Linked DNA regions of Mus musculus: all the other regions are linked to region 3. The links are chromatin contacts, called in public Hi-C maps. All regions are on one chromosome and are shown on one strand. Each heading gives the region's core, a stretch centred on a gene start, on an enhancer-like site or on the middle of the called end of the contact. The rest is flanking DNA. Distances are from core to core; before and after follow the strand shown.

The links. A called contact is a pair of places that touch in the nucleus more often than the background predicts.
Region 1: a Hi-C map of cerebral cortex shows a contact between it and region 3, with 3 times the contacts expected there. The contact joins two enhancer-like sites. A contact is called at or near these places in 1 of 39 promoter capture datasets (cranial neural crest), 1 of 15 datasets of contacts at CTCF or cohesin (large pre-B cells), 4 of 484 Hi-C or Micro-C datasets (cerebellum, cerebral cortex, muscle stem cells and 1 more), 4 of 115 datasets of contacts at active chromatin or transcription factors (astrocytes, embryonic stem cells and large pre-B cells) and 1 of 9 other capture datasets (embryonic stem cells).
Region 2: a Hi-C map of cortical neurons shows a contact between it and region 3, with 4 times the contacts expected there. The contact joins two enhancer-like sites. A contact is called at or near these places in 1 of 39 promoter capture datasets (embryonic stem cells), 6 of 15 datasets of contacts at CTCF or cohesin (the NIH/3T3 cell line, hippocampal excitatory neurons, large pre-B cells and 2 more), 99 of 484 Hi-C or Micro-C datasets (the AML12 cell line, the AtT-20 cell line, B cells and 61 more), 3 of 115 datasets of contacts at active chromatin or transcription factors (astrocytes, embryonic forebrain and embryonic stem cells) and 1 of 9 other capture datasets (embryonic stem cells).

Annotation. Positions count from the first base shown.
Region 1 is chr19:53,835,518-53,838,597 of GRCm38.p6, reverse strand. The region is part of intron 7 of Rbm20 (RNA binding motif protein 20); the gene reads right to left. Among named protein-coding and RNA genes, the nearest start is that of Gm16299, 12 kb to the right of the region's middle. Within about 2 kb of position 1,462, at least 52 of the 459 cell types and tissues checked have an H3K27ac peak or open chromatin away from gene starts, as enhancers often do. A contact at or near this core is called in cerebral cortex, where this site is marked.
Region 2 is chr19:53,767,360-53,770,077 of GRCm38.p6, reverse strand. The region is part of intron 1 of Rbm20 (RNA binding motif protein 20); the gene reads right to left. Among named protein-coding and RNA genes, the nearest start is that of Gm30943, 14 kb to the right of the region's middle. Within about 2 kb of position 1,412, at least 16 of the 459 cell types and tissues checked have an H3K27ac peak or open chromatin away from gene starts, as enhancers often do. A contact at or near this core is called in cortical neurons, where this site is marked.
Region 3 is chr19:55,067,896-55,070,746 of GRCm38.p6, reverse strand. It overlaps Gpam (glycerol-3-phosphate acyltransferase, mitochondrial), which reads left to right. Exons shown (of 21, transcript NM_008149.4): 21 at 1-2,851. Among named protein-coding and RNA genes, the nearest start is that of Gpam, 30 kb to the left of the region's middle. Within about 2 kb of position 1,471, at least 8 of the 459 cell types and tissues checked have an H3K27ac peak or open chromatin away from gene starts, as enhancers often do. A contact at or near this core is called in cerebral cortex and cortical neurons, where this site is marked.

The DNA.
Region 1 (3,080 bases), core at 213-2,712, 1.2 Mb after region 3:
AGAAAACAGTACGTTCTAGGTCTTTGCCACTAAAAGTGCACTCTTATGACCAGGAGGGACAGCATCTGCTGGAGCCTTGGTAGAAATGCAAAAATCACAGCCTTGTCCAGACCTGCAGGATCCCTGGTGACTTGCACGTACCCTGAACTTGGAGAGGCTGTCTGTACACTCCCTGGTGACTTGCACGTACCCTGAACTTGGAGAGGCTGTCTGCACACTCCCTGGTGACTTGCACGTACCCTGAACTTGGAGAGGCTGTCTGCACACTCCCTGGTGACTTGCATGTACCCTGAACTTGGAGAGGCTGTCTGCACACTCCCTGGTGACTTGCACGTACCCTGAACTTGGAGAGGCTGTCACGTACCCTGAACTTGGAGAGGCTGTCTGCACACTCCCTGGTGACTTGCACGTACCCTGAACTTGGAGAGGCTGTCTGCACACTCCCTGGTGACTTGCACGTACCCTGAACTTGGAGAGTCTGTCTGCACACTCCCTGGTGACTTGCACGTACCCTGAACTTGGAGAGGCTGTCTGCACACTCCCTGGTGACTTGCACGTACCCTGAACTTGGAGAGGCTGTCTGCACACTCTTTACAGTGTCCTGCCTGGGGGGACTGTGAACAAAAAACGACCTGAGTTCTCTCTGCCTTTTTTGTTTTGTTTTCATGTGGAAAACCTAATACTGCAATATTTAAAAAGATAACCATATTTGGTGCAAACCCAGTGTAGTCTCCGGGTTTGTTTGTTTGCTGTTTGTTGTCAATGTTTGTGTTTTGTTTGTTGGTTTATTTGTTTCGTTGTTGGTGTTATTGAGACAGGGTCTCACTGGGTATCCCTGGCTGGCTTGGAACTCACAAAAACAAGGCCAGCCTGGTCTTGAATGTATAGAAGTTTACCTGTCTTTACCTCTCCAGTGCTGGGGTTAAAGGCAAGCACCACCACACCCAGCCAACAGTCTTGGGTTTCATCATGGATCATCCAGTAACTATGATCTTGGACAAGCTGGGGAACTTCTACTAGACTCGGTATGTTCATCTGTAAAATTAAGATTACAATACCTGTCTGGCAGGACTGACGTCAAGATTAAAGTAGATAATGTATGGAAAGTGCTTAATACATTACTTGCCTCAGAGTAGCAGGACTCAATTAAAGGTATATATTATGGTGTACTCTTGTAATTACTATGATTATGCATCCTGCACACCTCACAGGATAGTGATTGTCAGACTGGAAAGAAAATGCATGGGAAAAAAAAATTTAAGCCAAAGAGCTCATGTATACTCTGACCTGATCTCAGAACCAAGGTTCACAGAGGTTAAGCAAGTCAGCTCAAAGCAGAGAGGGGTGGAGCCTAGGATGGTGTGATCATTTTCCAACAAAGCGTCACCTTTGTTGGTCCTGTTTTTATATCCCTCCTCCCATCCAGTGAAGCTCTTCACACACTTGTTCCTTCCATGCTCATGGTGTCAGCTCAGCTGCTCACCCACAGTGTGACTCAGTGACCATCTGCTGGATGCCTGGTGCTGCATGACATCTTTAACCGGAACTCCCATCACCTTAACTGTCTCCTTCTGCAGAGTGTTACTAGGCCTTGGTACTTCAAGGAACTACTGTTGTTCGTCCTAATTAGAACCTTATAACACTTCATCTGGAAGCCCAAGCTGCACTGGGAAACTCAGTGCAGAAATTTCATTCCAGCCCCTGGGGGAAAACGGGAACTGGCTAGGTACAGAACAGGGTGGGGCCTTTCTTCTGTCTGATGCTTTAATTACAGAGAAAGACAATCCAGGCTGGGCCTGAAGCAGAGCTGTTGGGAAGGAACTGCAGAGGCTTATTGCTAGCAGAGCAGAGAAGGGACTGGGGAGGGGACTGGGGTAAGTGGCTGACATATTTCCCAGCTCTGAATATGCTGACTTGCTACGGGCAACTACTTAACCTTTGTCTCCTGACGTCAACCCTCAAGACTAAGGGCAGATTAAGGGCTGTTAGCTGTGAACAAATTGAACCCTAAGTAAAGATGCAAATGAGTCAGAAAAAAAATATCATATTAGGTGGAGCAGTAGAAAGCCTAAATAAAATCAGAGGGTAGGTTTAAACACAACGTGACAATGATTATAATAAGCCCAAGCGCACCGATGCTCCAGTTCTGAGAACAGCAAATCAGCAAGAAGACATAATCTACAGAAAGCCACAGGCTTGGGAAGGAATCGCCCACCAAGAAAACCAGAGGCAGTAACCGTAAGGGAAAAACTACTCAACCTTATAATTCATCAGGAAAATAACCAACAAGGCTGTGACAAACCAGGACAGTGCACCCGTTTCAGGGCCAAGTTAGAAAGTCAGGCAAACTAAGGTTAGCAAAAACAGGGACCACTTGAATCCTTATATGCTATAAGGAGAATGCTTTGCTGTGACAAGGCACTTTGGGAAGAACTCACTAGAACTGAGGTGAGCCTGCCTAGCAAATCCAACCCTAGTGATTCATGCCTCACCTGGTTAGATGCCTGTGTACATACATTTCTACCATCATAGCACTTTAGACAAGCAGATTAGCATTGACCTTAGCCTGCCCAAACTGAAACAACCAGAGCCCTTTAGCCATAGGATGAACAACAGGCAGAGCCACATCACTTTTTATAGAGCAATGAAAGTAGACATGGAAGATAAAATGTTGAACAGAAAAGAGAAGGAGGCAGTGTGATTCCCTCCATATAATGTTTAAAGATGGGCAAAGCTAAACTCCACTGTCTAGGGTGACATGAACATAAAGAAAAGACACAGAATTGATTATCCTCAGAGCAAGGAGAGCAAGCTGAGCATGGAGGCCTGTACTTCTGTGTGTTGTCCATTTTTTATTGCTTAACTTTTGTGGTGCTTTCATGAGGTGTATGAGATCTGACTCAATATGAGTAGTAGACTGCTAATTATTAATTCTATATAGATTATACTAACTCCTTAAGAGAAAAAGAAAAGGAAAAGAAGGATGTAGAACAAACTAAACAACCAAATCCCATGTTGGAATGGACTGAATGCATCTTAGTTCTGAGAGTGGTCCAGGCAGCCAAGTATTGCTTAGAAGG
Region 2 (2,718 bases), core at 163-2,662, 1.3 Mb after region 3:
TGTGTGTATGTATGTATAGGAAAATGTACATGATGAGAGCTCAGAATTAGCCAGTGGTTCTAGGCATCCATGGAGCCTCAGAATGAAAGCTCCTAAGTAAGAGAGAATTTCTGTCATCAGATCAGTGAGACAAAGAAATTGTCATTGACAACATACCGTAGACTAAACTCTAGGACTTAATCAGATATCTTTACTTTGTGCACACACTATTGTTTCTAAGACTTGCACAGGTCATAAAGACAACATGGTGTAGAGTTATTTATACCACAGTAATAAAATCAATAGCTATAATTTCAATGTTCAGGTCATGAGTGAGCCCAATAGTGCTTGCTTTATTACAATGAATCTTTGTTCCCAACTCAGTGGGATAGTTGTAGCAAAATCACATGACACCTCTCTCTCTCTCTCTCTCTCTCATTCTCTCTCTGTCTCTGTCTCTCTCTGTGTGTGTATGTGTGTGTGTGTGTGTGTCTTTAAGGTACCATAATAAGGTGGTAACCTTATTTTACTTATATCTTATTTTATGTGCCCACGTGCTTATCTAGTGCCCTCGGAGTCCAGAAAAGGGCATCAGATCCCCAGAGCTGCACTTATGGATAGTTGTGCACATCATGTGGGTGCTGGGAACCGAACACAGATCCTCAGCAAGAGCAGCAAGTGTTCTTAACCACTGAGCCATCTCTCAACCCCATTTTTTGGTTTTTTTGTTTGTTTGTTTGTTTGTTTTAAGGAACAACATTTATTCCTTTTCCAAATGTTACCATAAATATAGGTGGGAAAGAGTGGTCTTAGCAATTAGAAGAAAAGGTAAAAATCCTGAGGTTTGGTTATTCTAAGTTATTTACAATGATGGGAGAAAAAGATAGCTATTTCACATCACAGACCTCCCTGCTCCCCTAGGCCTAATATTTGCTTACCAAGTTGAAAAAGAGGCATGCTTGACTTGCAAGCTGGAGGTCTGAGCTTGAGTGAGACATTTGTCCCTTTTCCAGCCCACAAGCCACCAGACACAGCAGGAGAGAGCTTTAGAGACACTCAGGGTTTGGAAGTGCAACCACCCCTTCTTCTGGCTTGTGGGTTCAGGGTGCAAGATAAACAAAACCAGCTCAAAATGAATGTGGAGGAGAACCAGCAAGCACTTCGTGCAGGAGTGGGCGGGAAAGGAGGAGGGTCTCCGGCATTTCCTAGGGAAGCCAAACGGGCCCATCTTCAGTTGGCCTAAAGAGGAAGACCTAAAGAGGTGGATGGGAGAATCACCCAGAGGGAGGAGAGAGGCAGTGCTGCGCCTGGGAGAGAGCAACAAGCCTCTTCCTTTCTGAAAACAAGAAGGCAGCCAGGTAGAGACCCAGGATTTGCATGGCTTTCAGGGTGTTTGAGGGTGGAATTTGGTGCTGTTCTTGAATGATGCAAGGCACATTGAACAATGCCTCCATCTGGTGGTCAAAACAAAAATTAAGTAAAGCAGAGACAGCTGTCCATTCGACCTCCAGGAGTTGAGTCACCCTTTAAATTTATGGCGGAGGTGGTACTTCAACACACCTGTACTGAATGCTGCTCTAGGGAATGTTTGTAATGACAGTAATGGTTGCCTGGAAGGTTAAATATAAGTGCTTCGAAGCTCTTCCCATAAGAGGGGAATCTACATTCCCCAGCTTTGATCTGGACCTGCATCCCACTTGGGTTTTGAAAAGGAAGACACGTTCTTCCGGTCCCAGGCGCTGCAGGAGCCGCGGGTTACCGTGCAGACACGGCCAAGTCCAAGAACCACACCACACACAACCAGTCCCGCAAATGGCACAGAAATGGCATCAAGAAACCCTGGTCACAAAGATACGAATCTCTTAGGAGGTTGACCCCGAGTTCCTGGGCAACATGTACTTTGCCAAGAAGCACAACAAGAAAGGCCTGGAGAAGATGCAGGCCAGCAATGCAAAGGCAGTGAATGCGTGCGCAGAGGCCATCAAGGCCCTGGTGAAGCCTCAGGCCATCAAGCCCAAGATGCCAAAAGGCCCTAAACTCAAGTGGCTGGCTTTCATCGCTCACCCTAAGCTTGGGAGGCGGATTCAAAGCTACATGGCCAAGGGTCAGAGGCTCTGCCAACCGAAGTCTAAGGTTCAAACCAAGGCAGGGGCCAAAGCTCCAGCTAAGGCCCAGGCTTCAACTCCAGCCCAGACCCCCAAAGGTGCCCTGTGAAGGCCCCATAGAAAAGGCTCCTGCCAGTGTGAAGACAGACGGACTGTTGTGACACACCTCCCCACACACTATTTGCAGATGACCAGTGTCCTATGCTGTTCTTACAAATAAACTCAGGCAAGATCTGTTAAAGGAAGAAAGAAAGAAAGAAAGAAAGAAAGAAAGAAAGAAAGAAAGAAAGAAAGAAAGAAAGAAAGAAGAGAGAGAGAGAGAGAGAGAGAGAGAAGAGAAGAGAAGAGAAGAGAAGAGAAGAGAAGAGAAGAGAAGAGAAGAGAAGGAAGACACAAAAATAAAGCTAACGTCCATGCCTTCAGCTTCAGCCGCGGACCACCCCAACCCCCTCCAACTTCATACAATGCTGTCTTGGAGCAAGCCCAGGCTAGCCTCTGAGAGTAAGAGAGAAGGGGGCTCCTTCAGTCTCAGCTGCTTCTAAGACTATAGACATCGACATAAGCAGCCCCCCAACCCTCCACCCCGGCTAACTGCTCCCCAACATGGCAATAGTGAGCCTATTCAAGGCCATGT
Region 3 (2,851 bases), core at 222-2,721:
GCAGAGCACTCAGGGCCAGTGCCATCTGTGATTCATGATCACTAGGTTATAGGTGAAATCTCAGTAAGTTATTTTGGAGTTTATTAAAGGTTCACATTTTAAGTACAACTTTTCAGGCTAGTTACTGTGATGGACATTGAGGTGTTTGTAGAACTGACTCTTATATAGTAAGTAATAATGTTTCCTTTAAAATAATTGGGCCATCCATTCTCTGTCTCCATTATCGCTGTCAACAGAAGTTATGGTTTGTATGTGAGCCCTTTCCTCTCAACTGCTTTACTAAGGAGCAATGTTGTCCTGCGCCGGCACACTCAAGATGTATCTGAGTAGCTGCCTGAAAGCAGATGACACTGCAGTCAGGAGGTGAGAGGCTGAGGAAAGAGCCAGCATCAGGAGGTGACTCTGGTTGGCAAGGGTGAGCTGTGCTTGGCCAGGAAGGTGGCATTAAAGGCTGTGCTCACGTGACAAGAGTGCCTTTGAGCTGTAATGACCAGTGTTTAGAGTCCCTGTTGCTGATACCTTTGAGTGATTGACACCTGCTGCTTTTGAGGAGCTCGGCTGCAGTGATCACTGGCGTGTGGCACTCTGGCTACAAACTGCTGACCCAGGGGTTCCAGACACTGCTCACTCACTGGGTGCTGTGCTGTGGCTAGTGTATGGCTTGTACCCAGATGGCGCACTGTGCAGCCTGTGTAGCATGCACAGTGACCCAGCTGAGTGGCAGGTGGTTGGAGGCAAGGACATTTATGTGGGCCACATACCCAAACTTCCTGCCATGTAAAGGCGAGTGATTGTGAAAGCACCTCTGTTGTAGTGGGTAGGTGCCTTTCTCATGAGCGGGGAGCATAACTGTTAGTTATTTGTGGTGATTATGGCAGATTTCAAGATCACGTGACAATGCAGTCTCTAATTGTTCACTGTCCATATATATGATTTTACGGAATTATGAATTTTTCTGATGAGTGTTGTATAGATGATTTGAATTGATAAAAGTATTAGGGATGAGGTTTGTACTTTCCTGAACTTGAATTTCAAACACTAACTGTATCCTATGAGTGACGTGTGTGTTGGGGGAGGGTGGGCCTGCCTGGTGTTACACAGAGCATGGCGTGGCTGGTCTGGAGCGCATAGCAATAATACTGTGCTGTGGTGACCTCCGCCCTTGCCTTGTGCATGTCACACCTCCTTTTCCTTTGCTTCACTTCTGTCAACTGTAGCGACTTTGGTGTGCAGTGAGATGCTCACCTTTAGCCTCTGCTCCCCTAACTAGGCTGGCACTTCCCTTGGCTGTACTTGGGGGACACCCAGAGAGGCTGGTGTACTCCCTTGGGTTTATCTGTGGGGACTCAAGCATTTTATTGGTCTCTGTTTTTTTTTTTTTCCCTCTAAATGGAAACTGTAGGTGGCTTCCTCTGATCTGTCTGCCAGTGGGTGTTGCTGCCCTGCTTGTCAGCTCTGCAAATGAGCGCTGCTCCCCAGCTTGCGCAGAGACGTGTGCGTCCCACGTCCCTTGCCGTGCTCTCCCTTTTGGTAGGTGTTACTTTAAGAACTGCAGTCAGACTTGCTGTTGCCTGACAATTAACTCACTGTGAGGATAGGCACGCACGCTTTTCATAATTAACTGGTGCTTTGAAACCTTTCTTATGGAAGAAAAATCTCAACCAAAGTTATGCTCTTCCTGACAAGCTGACCCTTGAGTTAATTTTAGCACAACTCATTCTTCAGTGCCTCATTATGAAAGACAAAAAGCATCACAATAAGGCTTCCAGGTAGCCCTGTTCCCTAATAGAAACATTCCCCTTGTTTTCCAGCAGTGGGTGGCTTCCTCGAACGATTAAACAAACTAGGTGCTTGTATATAATTTATTACAGTTTACTCTACTGCATTTCTGTCAAGTTGAAATGCATGCCCTTCAGGGGAAGACTGTGAGTCAAGTTTAATAAATAAAAACCTAATACTAAGCAATATGAAGCTGCACTCTGCTTTTAAGTGAGGCCAAGCCAAGTAAGCCAGAGGGGGAGGGGCATTTGCTTTCCAAATCCTAAGGAAAAATGAAGGCAAAACAAGTGTTATGTCCATTCAGCCAGGAACACACTCTAGCCTTCCTGACTCTCTTAAACTGTGGACGTCAGGAGGCCGAATGCAGAAAAGTATATCTGGGATGGATGGCAGGGAATAGAAGCTAGGACTGGAGTTCCTGTCCTGCCGCCTTGGTTCCTGCAGTATCGTGATGCCCTGAGATGGGGATCCGTGGGAACATGCAGTGCCCTGCAGTGCCCTGCGGTGCGGACAGGACTGCATCTGATAGTACACAGACTGATGCACGTAGCATTTCCCAAACTGTTTGGACCTCAGGACCTTTTCCCCTCTGGGACACTGCATGCCGTGGAAAACCTTTTCAGAAACTACATTCATTGTTCTTTAAGCAGACCAAAAGTCACAACAGTGGCAGGCAGGCTGCATGCTTTTTGTATCGCTCACGATGCACTGTGGTGTGCTCGGGTATCTTTCCTCACTGGAGAGAGCAAGCACAGGAAGCTGGCTGCAGTGCCTTCCTCATGAAGGATCTACCACAACCCTGGCCTTTTTAAAACTGAGAGTAGCAGAATTAATAGAGAAATTAAAAAATTAAAATTGGGGTAAATAATAAAGGTTTTAATTCAGATCTAGAAGAAAACTGCACAGTTGAATGCAGATTTTTATCCATAGATAACTGTAGTGTTTTGAAATGATAGGCCCTACCTTTGAAGTTTCTAAGACTTATTATGGGATGTAAATCTGTTTTTTAAAAACACTTTTTAGGGGCTTGAGAGCTGCCACCTGGCATTTAGTTTAGTGCGGCCAGTGACTG